Linked DNA regions of Rattus norvegicus: region 2 is linked to region 1. The links are chromatin contacts, called in public Hi-C maps. All regions are on one chromosome and are shown on one strand. The core of a region is the stretch at or near the end of the contact, and the rest is flanking DNA. Distances in the headings are between cores, read along the strand shown. Region 1 has its middle 310 kb from the start of Gata6. Region 2 has its middle 340 kb from the start of Rbbp8.

The links. A called contact is a pair of places that touch in the nucleus more often than the background predicts.
Region 2: a Hi-C map of the A7r5 cell line shows a contact between it and region 1, with 2.1 times the contacts expected there. The contact joins two enhancer-like sites. A contact is called at or near these places in 2 of 12 Hi-C or Micro-C datasets (the A7r5 cell line and liver).

What each region holds. Positions count from the first base shown.
Region 1 is chr18:2,763,415-2,769,778 of GRCr8, reverse strand. No RefSeq gene overlaps it. Among named protein-coding and RNA genes, the nearest start is that of Gata6, 310 kb to the right of the region's middle. Within about 2 kb of position 3,293, at least 22 of the 93 cell types and tissues checked have an H3K27ac peak or open chromatin away from gene starts, as enhancers often do. A contact at or near this core is called in the A7r5 cell line and liver, where this site is marked.
Region 2 is chr18:2,858,806-2,865,169 of GRCr8, reverse strand. No RefSeq gene overlaps it. Among named protein-coding and RNA genes, the nearest start is that of Rbbp8, 340 kb to the left of the region's middle. Within about 2 kb of position 4,104, at least 25 of the 93 cell types and tissues checked have an H3K27ac peak or open chromatin away from gene starts, as enhancers often do. A contact at or near this core is called in the A7r5 cell line and liver, where this site is marked.

The DNA of each region.
Region 1 (6,364 bases), core at 2,044-4,543:
AACTCACAGGCAGTAGATTGACTTGGGAGAAAGAGAGTAGGGGGAGGGGAAAAGCGGGCAGAATCTTGTATGGGCGGAGACAGGGATGATATACAGAGGGTCAGGAAATTGAACAGAGGTGTGTAGCAATGGTGTATGGGGAACTGGGAGTAGCCACAAGAAAATCCTAGACGACAGGAAAGCACGAGTCTCCCAGGACCCAACAGGTATGAGATTAGCTGAAATGTCCAACAAAGTGGAGGGAGAACCTGTAGAGACCATATTCAGAGGTCAGGCAAGGCCCCTGCTTGGGGGATGGAGCCAACCACTCATCTCCAAATTTTTAAACCAGAATGACTCCTTTCTAAAGGAAATACGGAGACAAAATGTGAAGCAGAGAGTGATGGAAAGGACATCCTGAGACTGCCCTACCTGGGGATCCATCCCATATACAGACAATGTTGTAGATGCCAAGAAGTGCTGCTGACAGGAGCTTGATATAGCTGTCTCCTGAAAGGCTCTACCAGAGCCCCACAAAGACAGTGGCAGAAGCTCACAGTCAACCATTGGAGTGAACATAAGGTTCCCAATGGAGGAGTTAGGGAAAGGACTGAAGGAGCTGGAGGGGTTTACAACACCATAGGAAGAACAACAATATCTACCAACCAGACCACCCCCCAAGAGCTCCCAAAGACTAAACTACCAACCAAAGAGTACACATGAAGGGACCCATGGCTCCAGCTGCATATGTAGCAGAGGATGTCTTTGTCTGGCATCAAGGGGAGGAGAAGTCCTTGGTCCTGTGAAGGCTCAATGCCCCAGTGTAGGGGAATGCCAGGGCAGGGAGGTGGATGTGGGTGTCTGAGTTGGGGAGCACCTTCATAGATGCAAGGGGAGGGGATTCCCTTCTAAGTTTAGCTGAATTATAAAGTTAAGTTTATGGTTCTGGATAAAAACTAAGTAAGAAGAAAGAAAGGAAGAAAGAAAGAAAGAAAGAGAGAGAGAGAGAGAGAGAGAGAGAGAGAGAGAGAAAGAGAAAGAGAAAGAAAGAAAGAAAGAAAGAAAGAAAGAAAGAAAGAAGGAAAGAAAGAAAGAAGAGATAAGTGTGAGTCTTTGTATCCATTCCCTGGAGGTTAATCAGGTAACCTGTCACTGCCAGACACATAGGGATGGGAATGCAGAGTCAAGCAAACACACAGGAGAATCTCTTGGTTTGTGTACAAGGTTGTGGGTACCAACCCTTTGCATATGGTTGGAGACAGTCTGGGTACATTGATGAGATTGCATAGCAAACAGCTAGAGGAGGGAGTATGGCTATGAAGGCTCAGCTGAGCTCTTTGCTTCTCTCCCTCCCTCTCTCTCTACCCACTTCCTTTCCTCCCTCCCTTCTCCCCTAAGATACATCCCCTAAGATTCCACTCAGCAGGCAGATTCATACACATCACTAACTTCTCTCAAAAGGGTTTCTCAATATAAGGAAGGAAAGAAGAAAGGACTGAGGGGGGAAGAAGGAAGGAAACCTGTGGCAGACTGTGCCAGGTTCCTTCCTATGCATTCGTGGTTCCCTCCATCAAGCTCACACTTTGGTGGCTGCACCACAAGCACATGTAACCCATCTTGGAACCTGTCCTGGCTAAGGGAACCTACAGGGCAAGGGTGGCAGTATTGAGGTGGAAGGGGCTGCAGTAACTTACCAATGCCAAAGAGGAGCTGACAGAGTTGTGCCCAGCACCTTGCTCTTAGGGAAGGAGAGCTCTGGGTGTGCCCTTCATATTGCTGGCTGCCATCAGTGAAAGCCTTCTCATAATACACTGTACTGTGGCTTCCTGACGCTTCCTGCTGGCACGCCCATCATTGCAACCCATGTCTACTATTTCCATTCTTCTCAGCCTCAGGGTCAGCTTTGAAAAAGGTAGATGAGGACAAAACAAGTGCCCAATTACCTCCTTAACTCATCCCTGGGGTTACACCTGTGATAAGAGGATCATTCTCACATTGCCATAGCAAGCTGATACTCATTGTCGGAAAGCAACAGGTAGTTTTAGGTTGACTAGGGCGTTCCTTGACTCACATGTAGGAAGGCTTCCTGGAGGTTAGTTGATACTGGTGTGTGGGTGGAGAACGCTGGTTCCCGCTGCTCCACTGGGCACAGAAGGTAAATCTTTAAGAAGATCCTTATGACCCATCCTCACAGCATTTAATTCAGATATGACTGATAGGGCCATTCAACACTTTTTGTGTCCCCGCTGGCAGTCCAGTGTTCATGTTTGTAAACGGTAGGAGACATCTTCATGACCTGATTAGCCTTTAATAAAACTGTTATTAGAATTATTTTGAACTTTCATAGCTAGAGAGGCAGTAAAGCATCACAAGGAATGACGTTAAAGCAGAGGTCCCACTCTGAGAGACTTATGGATTGACTGCTCCCTTCTCATCTCCACCCCCTCAATCACTGCTGATGGGCAGAGGGAAACCATTTTCTGCCATCTGGTTTTTGCAAAAGTCAGTCAGTAAGCTCTTGGGGACGAGAGTCTTATCTCATGCCCTTAAGCATGAGCACATGACTATGTCCGCTCAAGGAGCCCTATTAGCACTGAATACAATCATAAAAATAGCCTAAACATGGAGGTTTGATAACGTCAGCTCTAACCTGAGTCACCATGTCTGAAGGGCACTCACTCACTGGGCTCTCCAGCTGGTGCCTGGTGTCTTGTAAACTGGGAACCAGGCTGGTAAGTCTACAGGACTATTGTGAAAACCACACAGTAGTTCCCAGAGTCCTGAAGAAAATAGCAGTGATATCCTGACACTTTCTGTTTTCCCCCTTGGTGTTTGATCTTGGCACTGAGCTCTTTTAAATGAGAACTATGCCAAACATCTTGTGTGAACCCTTCTACTCGGCCAGTATTCGAGCAGCCTCCACCGCATGCCAGAAGGGTGAGTAGAGACAGGGAACTGTGCTAAGGAAAGCTCTCTGGGCCCAGAACGCTGGCTCTGTGGTCTGGAGCCAACTCAGAGTATGATGAGGAAATAGGGTAGGGGCTGAACCAGTCATAGTTCCCAGCATGGTGTCATGGCCTCAGCATCTGACTGGCTCTGGGTGTTCAGATCAGGTACCTTTGATTTTCAGCAATGCCAGGGGCATAAGCTGCCTGTGACTATCTCATTGTTTGGGGATCTGGAAGGAATTCTCATAGCTATAAAATCACTAGAGCCTAAGAGAAGAAAGTTCATGGGGCTAAGAGAGGGTTTTCAGGGGAAGGCATGTATGCTCTGGGCATGAGTGTTGACAGGGAGTCACACAGTTGTTGCATGTGCAAAGTCTGTGATCACAGGCAAGCAGAGCAGCAGAATTTCCTGGGAGAAGACATCATTCCTGGGGAGTAAACTCTTTCCTCATTCTGTGGGGAGCAGGAGAGAGTGCCTCCTTGGGATAGGGAGCAGGACCCCAGGGTGCTGTTTAGAACTGGCACTGTGTGCTGGGCCAACAGTGAGGGGTTGTTCCTGGCCAGAAAAGCTTCCCCAGGTCCAGCCCTTCCCAGTTCCCAGCCAGCCTTGGAGGCTGCAGCCCTCAGCGCCAACATGTCCCTCTCTAACTGCAGGGAAATCCTTCTTCCTAATTCCCAGAGCAAGCTAGTCCTCAGAAAGAGCGGAATCCTGGGAGGAGATCACACCACTGGAGGGGAGAGCCAGCTCTCGTGGACTATTTGTCAGGACTGCCTTTGGAGCCAATGATCTGTCATTCCTTGAGTAAACCAGCACCTTATCATATCACAAACATTTATTTAACCCTTTTCTCCTGCACTTTACCAGCAGGGAGAGAGAAAGCTGCTGGCAGGGCAGTCAGCGCCCTGTGGCAGAAATGCCAAATTCTCTGAACATTACTCCCAATCCATAAAGTGTCATCCTGGCTTCCCCGTGCCTCCTTAAAACACCAGGGTGGCTCACCCAGCCTTATCCCAGCCTCATCTTCCTCCCTTGGGCCCCCACCTCTCCATCATACCCACCCCCTTCAACAGACATGTCCTTAATTCCACCCAAATGGAGTCTGTACTAATTTGCTAGGTTCTTCGGGGGCTGGTGAGGGAAGTGGAAAGGGTGGGGACAGGCCAGCCAGTGTTTACTTTTCTCCTTTTAATGACAATCCACTTGACAGAGCTGGTAAGCCTCAACATTTTTTGAATGTGTGTGTTAGGTGTTTCAAAGGCTCTTACATCACCCCAAACAAAGTATGTAAGTTCTTCCAAGCTCCCACATTCTCCATTTTTCTTTCTGTGGATAGACTTTGTTTTTCTTTCTCCATGTTGCTCCCACACAATGGGGCCAAATCTTGTTCGGGACAAGGAAACATATAAATAGAACATGCATGTGGTATTCAAGGGAATTCATGTAGATCAGCGAGAGACTGTTTAGACAGGCGTCTGACAGCTGCTGGGGAAACGTAAGGTCTTGGTTTAATGTCTTCAGGTTCCCCCAAGGTTATGTCAGAAATGTCAAAACTATTCCCATTCTTGGGAATGTACTAGGAAACCCTGGAAGAGAAACAAGTTCAGAATGAGAATTTAGATGATCCACGAGAGGGATGCATTGGGTATAGGATGCCTACGAGTCTCATTCAGAGGCTAAATGTGTTGTATGTGGCTACTTGAATAAGTTTCCCTTTTCAGACTCACGCAGCATCCTCCTTTACAATGATTCCATAGCCACCGCATCTCCACTGAAACTTCCCTCTACTACGTTCTCCTGTATGATTATTTGAAATTGTTCCCCTGTCAATCATGCTCTCCTCTCATTGTGAAGCACACCCTTATTCATTACAGAGTTTGAATATGGTCTTATTCTACAACTATTGTTTACTTGTTTTTTTAAGACAAAAAAACAAGCCAAATAAATCAGAGCACGTTTGGTGTTTGACATTTATGTGGGAGGAGTACCGTTGGTGACGCATGTGAGGAGGCCCGTGCTGGTTTTGATGTGCGTGCTTTACAACTCAGATTCAAAAGAACAGACTTCCAGCCATCCCTGTGCTTTAAATACGAAATAACCTGGTGCCTTGCTTTTCCCGTCTGATGAGGGTTTGTGATCTCAAACTGAAATCTTAACAGCTTTTTGTGCACTTTCCAAAACCCATCCTGGCCATCACATGTGTGTATGTCAATCCCCGTGAGCTTCTCTCTTCAGGAGCTTGACCAAAGAAGCAATGGTTTGCATATAGTTCATTCTATGCCTGAATTCACAGGCTGGGCCAGAGGGACTTAACATGAGCTTGTCATCAGTTATCTCCTCTGGTTTCCCAGCCAGCAAATTATCCCAACCCAAGCGAAGTCATGAGCTGCCATAGATGGGTGATCTCGGGTCTTGGTTCTGGAAAGTTGTTTAATGAGTCAAAGTCAAAGTTGGCCATCCCGTTCGCTAGAAACAGAAATGTCCATCTGTTCCAGGACTTGGACAGTGATGCAGGTAGGGCCCTGCTTTCTTATTTGTTTCCTCTTGTGCAGGGCTATGAGGCCCCAGATATAGCTGTCCTCCCTGTCCCCTGTTGTCCCCTCACCTTGCTGTTCTTACTGACTCTGACCTCTCAGAAGCCTTTTGTTTCAGAGACTTTTATTTTTAGCAAGGAGTTGTGAGGCAAATGCACACTGACTTGGAAAATGCCCATTTTTGTATCCATTCCAATCCTTCACAATCCCTCTCTTCCTCCCCCTCCCCTTCCCCCACAGTGAACTTTAAATCCTTTCATCCTTGGGGACTGGAGACAAAGTATCTGGCTTTGCTTTCCCAGCCAACCCACTTGCCAGTCTGGCTTTTCTCTTCTCTGTTTGGATGGTCTTCTTCATGGCTCCTTGCCAATGGACAGATGTCAACGATTGCCTGATTATTAAGAAAAAAAGCAAAGCACACAAAAGCACGCCCATCACCTCTATTTAAAAACTGTTAGCACTGTGTGCACAAGGCAAAGTGAGATCCGAGTGTGCCACAGCCCTTGAACCACACTTTCCTCTAAGTTGTACTAGAAACAAATTCTGTGCCTCAAGGCTGTGCTCGGCAGCTCTCAGTGCTGTTTTGTCCTTACCAGCTCCACCCATGTTCAACCCCTAACCCATACCATTCTCTCCAACCTACTGGCAGTAACCTCATGTTTGGTCTCATTGGCCCAAAGCTGAACAGCCTCAGCCTTTCTGAGTAACAGTAATGATTCAGTATATAGAGAGAACTAAGCAAGGAGTCATGCTGAAGTCCTGTCCCTGCTTCCTGGTCGCCAGACCCACTACTCAGTTGCCTTCTTGCAAGCTGGGAGGACTGGGGGGCAGACATTCCTCTCATTTTTCTTTAGGCAAATGTTTATGTTTGCTGGACATTGAGGATGGAGTTGAAACAGAACGAG
Region 2 (6,364 bases), core at 2,855-5,354, 95 kb before region 1:
AGCCTTTATGTTATTATTTATTTACCATACTTAAAAATTCTGTTTGGTTAAAGATAATATATGGTCCTGTGATTACGGTTACGGAACTGATTTCCCAATGACAGAAAGCTGCAGTCAGGAGACTACCATGATGTGGCTAAAAGAGTGTGGGCCCAGGGATGGGGAGTTGAGTTCCTGTCTGGTGGTGGTGCTGTGGTCAGGAGGCCCCATGAACTTTGCTTAACCTGGTCAGACCTTCATTTCTCCATCTATCAAATGGATGGGGTGGGGGAGGGGAATTCCATTTCTGCATGTCCTAACACTTGATTTACTTACTCTTGCAATCAAGTTTACCCTTGGCTTCAAACATTTAGCCCTTTGCTAATGAATAAACAGGTCCTCAGGAAATTAAGCTTGCCTTCCAGAGGAATGGTTTCTGTTGGTAAGTTCTCACGGAGCAAGTGCAAGCACCCACAAAGGCAGGCCTTTGAGAACTCAGACTATTTCCTGAGCTCAGAATCCTCCCCTCTGAGAAACTGCACACAGGGCAGAAATGCAGTTCCCACCCAGACTTCTTCTCAGTGACTGGTAGATTGGAGGGAGGCGAGCCAAAATAGTATGCTTTGGTTCTTACAATCCCAAGTGCGAACCCAAACTTTGGTCTTAGAGTTAGTTTACAAAGCTACCTTTTCCAATTTCACACTTGAAACCAAAAGCTTTAAGGTCATATGCACAGGATCATGTCTACCTCTGGAACGTGATCGTCTCCCAGGCCCACGTTTTGGTCCCTGGGACAGCCTTGACTCAGGAGGTACCCCTTCTTTGTCCATGCCTTCTAAAACAATGGGTCAGATCACTCAGCTCAGAACTGACATCCAGCCTGCTCCCTATGTAAATAGTTGGCATACTCAGTAGGCCTGCATATAAAGAGGCTTTCAGGGCTGGTCTGAATGCAAACAACCTCTGGGAAGCAATGGCCTAGAACTATCCCACTGTAGAAGGCTGCGAAGGAAATCTGTATTGTTCTTTGAAAGGACACCAGTAGGAAACGTAAACATAGGCTGAATAAAGGTCTCAGGGACACTCATTTTCCTAGGAAACATGTGCTGGAGCCTGAGGGACTCTGGCCTAGCTGTCTGTCATCCACCCCTTTAAGACTGCTCAGTCTTCCAGGACTAGGATTCACTCTTGTGCCCCATAGGAGGTGGCCAGCTACTATCCTAGATCACCCACTAGAGGGCGATAATCACATAGGCTTTGGGATGGATGGCTGTCCCAGAAGCACAGTGGGACCTAGGCACATTGCAAAGTCCCAGTAAAGAGATTCATCAGGCTTGCCTGTCTCTTAAGAAGGATCCCCCCCACGTGCAGAAGTAGGGGAGGGACACCTATATCTTTCTCCCACACTTATGGCTTGAGTTGTACCTTCTTTATAGACTTAGCTAGGAAAATTTTTATATGCATATATAAATTATACAAGTTTATAACAAATTCTATGTAGTATGCATGTACATATGCATATTTTTAAGCAGAAAGATTGCTTCTTCCTCATTTATATGGTACAGTGGTAGTGCTTGTGAGTTTTACAGTCAGGAAAAAACTTTCTGAGACCTTTCTTTTTCTTGGTGTGATCGTAGTCTTTGAGACAATACACTGTTTCAAGCAATAAGTTGTTCCAGAGGGGACTTGGTTTCTTCACAGTTTTAAAATGTGGAGTATGTATCATAAACCTTACAGCAAATATTTATAGTAAAATCGAGAAATATGGAACCTTTACCTGAAGGTTTTATCTTTCTAGGAGACATACAGACGGAAACGTATGAGAGGTGCCGGAGAGTCTAAATTTTGGTTGCTCTGGAATCTTGGACTACTGACATGAGAAATATTAACTGTTTAATAAACATTTTGTTGGCTGCCTCAATCCCAGGCACACACCAGTAGTGTGCAGATGTGTGTGCATGTGCATGTGCATGTGCGTACGTGTGTGTGCGTGTGTGTTCCAGACTGGGCCACCCCTCAGCTACATTTGTGTCATTAAGTAGCCCTTCATTAAGGTAGTTCTTTGGGTCCTTTCCTTAACATTTCACTTATTGGGAATGAAATCCTTTCAAATTCATACTTCGGGGGACACATACTTACACTTGTGTGCATTTAGAGAATACATTGAATACTATGCCATGGTTACATAGAGATACAAGCTCCCGATAACGGCCTCTAAAACTCTTCCTGGTTCCCGTGTCATACTTACTCGTGACTGCAGAATATACACTCCATAGCTGCTGCACGGCCACGATTATACAGGAGATTAGTGTATTGTTTGAGTGAGGTTTGTATACAGCATCCTGTATTTCATTTAGTTTTATCAGAGAAGCCGGTAGGTGCTTTTTTCTTCTTCGTAAGCCTGGCTGATTAGGTATCCTGTCTGCTGACACTCTTCTCTGTGGCTGTGCTTCCTATCTGTGTGTTCATGAAGGAGCAAGGCTTTGAGAGCCGAGGGGACTTGAGCTTTGTAAGAACAAACATACCCAGTACCTTGCATGAAACAGATAAGTCAAATCTTGCTTAGCAATTACTGTTACTAGCTGCATTATTATTAATAATGAAAATAGATATGTTGGAAGCCTAGTGGTGCAGTAAGAGGATGATGACCCCCGTGAGTGTAACTCACACTTGAACTTGGCAGAGCTGGTCTGCTCCTCTGCAAGTTCTCTTAGATGTGCTATATGCTGGCTCCCTCCCCCCGGCCCCCAGACACAAAGGTGGGATGTATTTATCAACAGAACATCGAGGAGATAGCAAAGTCAATACATTCTCTGCTGCTGCTGCGAGAAACCCCAGCTTTAACAATGACATCAGGTAAAATGTGAGCACAGGATACTTACTCTGCAACGACTTTTCTTACTTTCCAGTTTAACTCCCTCCCAGACCTTTATTTTACATCTGTGTCCCACCAGTGTTCTTTAAGGAACTTTGTGTGAATCCGCCAGAGAACGGCAGTTCACGATGATGTCCAAAGAACTCATAAAAAAGAGCCAAGGGAGAAAACAGGAGAGGGAACTCAGAATGCCAGCTAGGGAATTTTCACCCAATCGGGACAGACCCTGGACATTCCTGCGGCTCACAGCTGACAGATTGAACATTTGTCACAAGGGCTTGGTACCGTCTAGCACGTAAAGATATGCGGAGTTTTCCTAGCGGGCTCCGGACTCTATTTTATTCTCACTTCCTTTCTTCTGGCTTGACCCGCGATAAGTTATAAATGACTTATCAAACGTCCACATTTAAAGAGTAGACGGCTCCATAAATACCTACTTGGCCTCATTAAAAAGCCCCAGTGATTAAAGAGAATGATTAGTGTGGTGCCAGAGGGGAAAGGAGAAAATCCAACATCTGCCTCCAAACAGGGCCAGATCTCTTCTTAGGGAAGACCACTGGTGTCAGGGAAGAGGGCTTTGGCCTGTGCTGAAACAGAGCATCAGGCTGCCAAGCCTGCACCCTGGGCCTGTCATGCAGAAAGAGTTATGAAAAGTGCACGCGTTCTCAGAGACGATTACCCTCTTGGCCTCCATGCCTCCCTCTCCACTCCCTTGTTGCCCCCATTGAAAGTTAGAGCATAATTAAAATGGGGAGCCTACAACCGGTATGAAATGACCCTCAAATGACTGCTTAATTACAGCGAAAAGAAAGCGGGGGTGGGGTGGGGTGGGGGGCTACAAATAACCAGGAACTGTCCCGGCTGTCACTGAAGAGGAGTCTGCCCATGAGTCATGAGTCATGAATTAGCCTCCTGCTTCTGCCCTGCCCGAGCTGTCCCTTCCTGTTCCCCCAGGCCAGGCCTGCGTGGGGACCAGGTCAGAAGCAGGCGTGGGTTTCTGTTCCCAGGGCTGGGGAGCTCGCGGGCCAGCTCCCCCTGCACCCCCTGACTGTCGGTGGGTCGCGGGAAGTCTCCCAGGCTGCACAGGAGACAGGCTGACTGAAACGGCGCAGCCAGCGCGGCTGCAGATAAGTTAATGTACACAGAGAGGATGTAAATTACCACGACCCTCAGCAGCAGGACATTGGCCAGGGCCCTGTCAGTGAGAGGACAAGCGTCGGCAGGCTGCGCTCCCTGACATCCAGCCCGGGATGGAGCCGCCAGGCGGCCTGGCCGGGGAGGACCTCTTGGAGCCAGGCTTGCCTTGAAAACAGCTGCGTGTCCCTGACACCTCCAAACTAATGCATTTTTAATCAGGGGAATTAGCTCTAGGCGACCCGTGTTTTTCTGAGCCCCTCCTCCCCGCCCCCTAGTTTATGGACCAGGATACCTCTCTGCTTCTTAATCACGGAGGACAAAGTCCCCAGCCATTCCTGCACTCTAGACTGAGCCACCTTTTACCATCTCCCTCCCCACCCCCATCCTCCAGTCCGGCCTCCTCCACCCTCGTCTGCATCGCTTTTGCCCCCACCCTTCCCTCTGTTTATACAGTGACATCACAGCCCCTGGCTCTCCAAGGCGCAGAGAAAACAGAGTTCAAAAAGGCAAACAGGAAAACCCGCTGGTCCTGGGCACCGGAGAGGGTCAGTCCACCCCAGGAATGGCGCAAACCAGCACGTGCTGACTGTGCCTGGCGAGTTCTCCAGAAAAGGCTGCTCAGGCTGACGCTGGGGAAACCTGTGACAACCACTCACGGAACTGAATTCTTTTTCTTGTAGTTTTGTAAGAAAAGTGAAGAGAGGAAACACGGGTAAAATTAATTTTAATAATTTTGCTTAACCTGATATATCCAAAATATCATTTCAACATGCAATTGATGTGAGCAATTATTAATGAAATATTTCACATTCTTTTCTCTCTGTCTTCAAACCCAGTATTTTATCACTTGCAGAACCATTTTTTTTCCCATTGGAAATAATGAATCTGTATTTAGTTAATTCTAAACATTCTAAAATGTTTTCCAAGGGCACAATCCTGTGTTATTAAATTTGAATTAATACGATGTAAAATTGAGTTAATATTAAAATAAGTCCCTTGATTGCACATTTCATGTTCTTAATATCTACCGGCTATAGGAGGCTTCCACATGGATACCGCAGAGGGTCATAGAATCTGTCCAAGTTGCAGCTTTCTTTTTTTTTAATTGTGAACTGAGTGTTACTGTTATTTACCTTATGTAGGATTGAATAACGTATGGTACTATGACTGCTGCAGTTTGGATCTTGAATATCCTTCAAAGGGCCATGTGTTGAAACCTTAGTCCCCAATTGATGGCATTATTAGGGAACATTGGGAAGTTAGGTTACTTGGGGGGTTGTGCCCTTGCAAAGGATGTTGGTACACTCCTCTTCACTTCCCACAATGGTGCTGGGCCTCATCAAAAGCCCAAGAACAGAGCCTAATGGAGCGAGTTAACTTCACAAACCACGAGCTGTGCACAGTAAGCCCTTCTCTCTCAGAACCGCATATTTCTGCTATTTTCTATAGTAGCCAAAAGTTAGCTAACATGCATATGATATTCACCACAGGGCATGTTTGCCCACTAATGAAAGCTACTCTAATTAATTCAATTAAGGACTATTTCCATACTTCATTGATGTGCTCTGTCCACTCTTGACCCACTGTGACAATCTGTCTTCCTCCAGAGCTTGGGCACACTGGGATCCCTTTTTCTCTTACTCAGGTCCAATGCATCTACGGCTGCCTTCATCTTCCAGGACATATGCTGGCTACCCTCAGTTTTATGAATAGAACACAGTTTTGTTTTGTTTTGTTTTGTTTTTTCAGAACTACATATCTAAGTAGCCAGTAAAGATCTTGGCTGAAAGTTTCCAGAGATATTTTTAATGCATCCACCTAAAGCTGATCTGTTTATCAGAAGTGTGCCTTTCTTTCTGGGTTCTCACATTGCTGATGCTATATTCCTCTCAGTTGTGGTGACCAGAACTTGGCAGTGACCCTGGCTCATCTTGATCCATCCCTGTTCCCATCACAGCAACTCGCCCTGTGTATTCTGCTGTCTAAATGTGGCCAGAGCTGTACAACCTCAGCCTTCCTGGTTCTCACTCTCCCTCGGGCCACCCCTCCCATGTTGCAAGTGCTCAGTTTTCTTCCACTTTCTTCTTTCTTCCAACCCACTCTCCAATATTCTGCAAGTGTCAGTTTTCAAAAGCATGGATCTGATTCTGAAAAGAAAACTTTTTGGAACATATAAATAACTTTGAACTCTCCAATGGAGTCTTTGAGGTCCTCTGTGCATTCCCTGCTTGCTTGGTTGGCTTTCTTACCCTTCCTTCCTTTCTTCTCTCTCTCTCTCTCTCTCCCCCTCCCTTCCTCCCCTCCCCTTCCCTTTCCTTCCCTCCTTCCCTCTCTGTCTGTCTCTCTGTCTCTCTGTCTCTCTCTCTCTGTCTC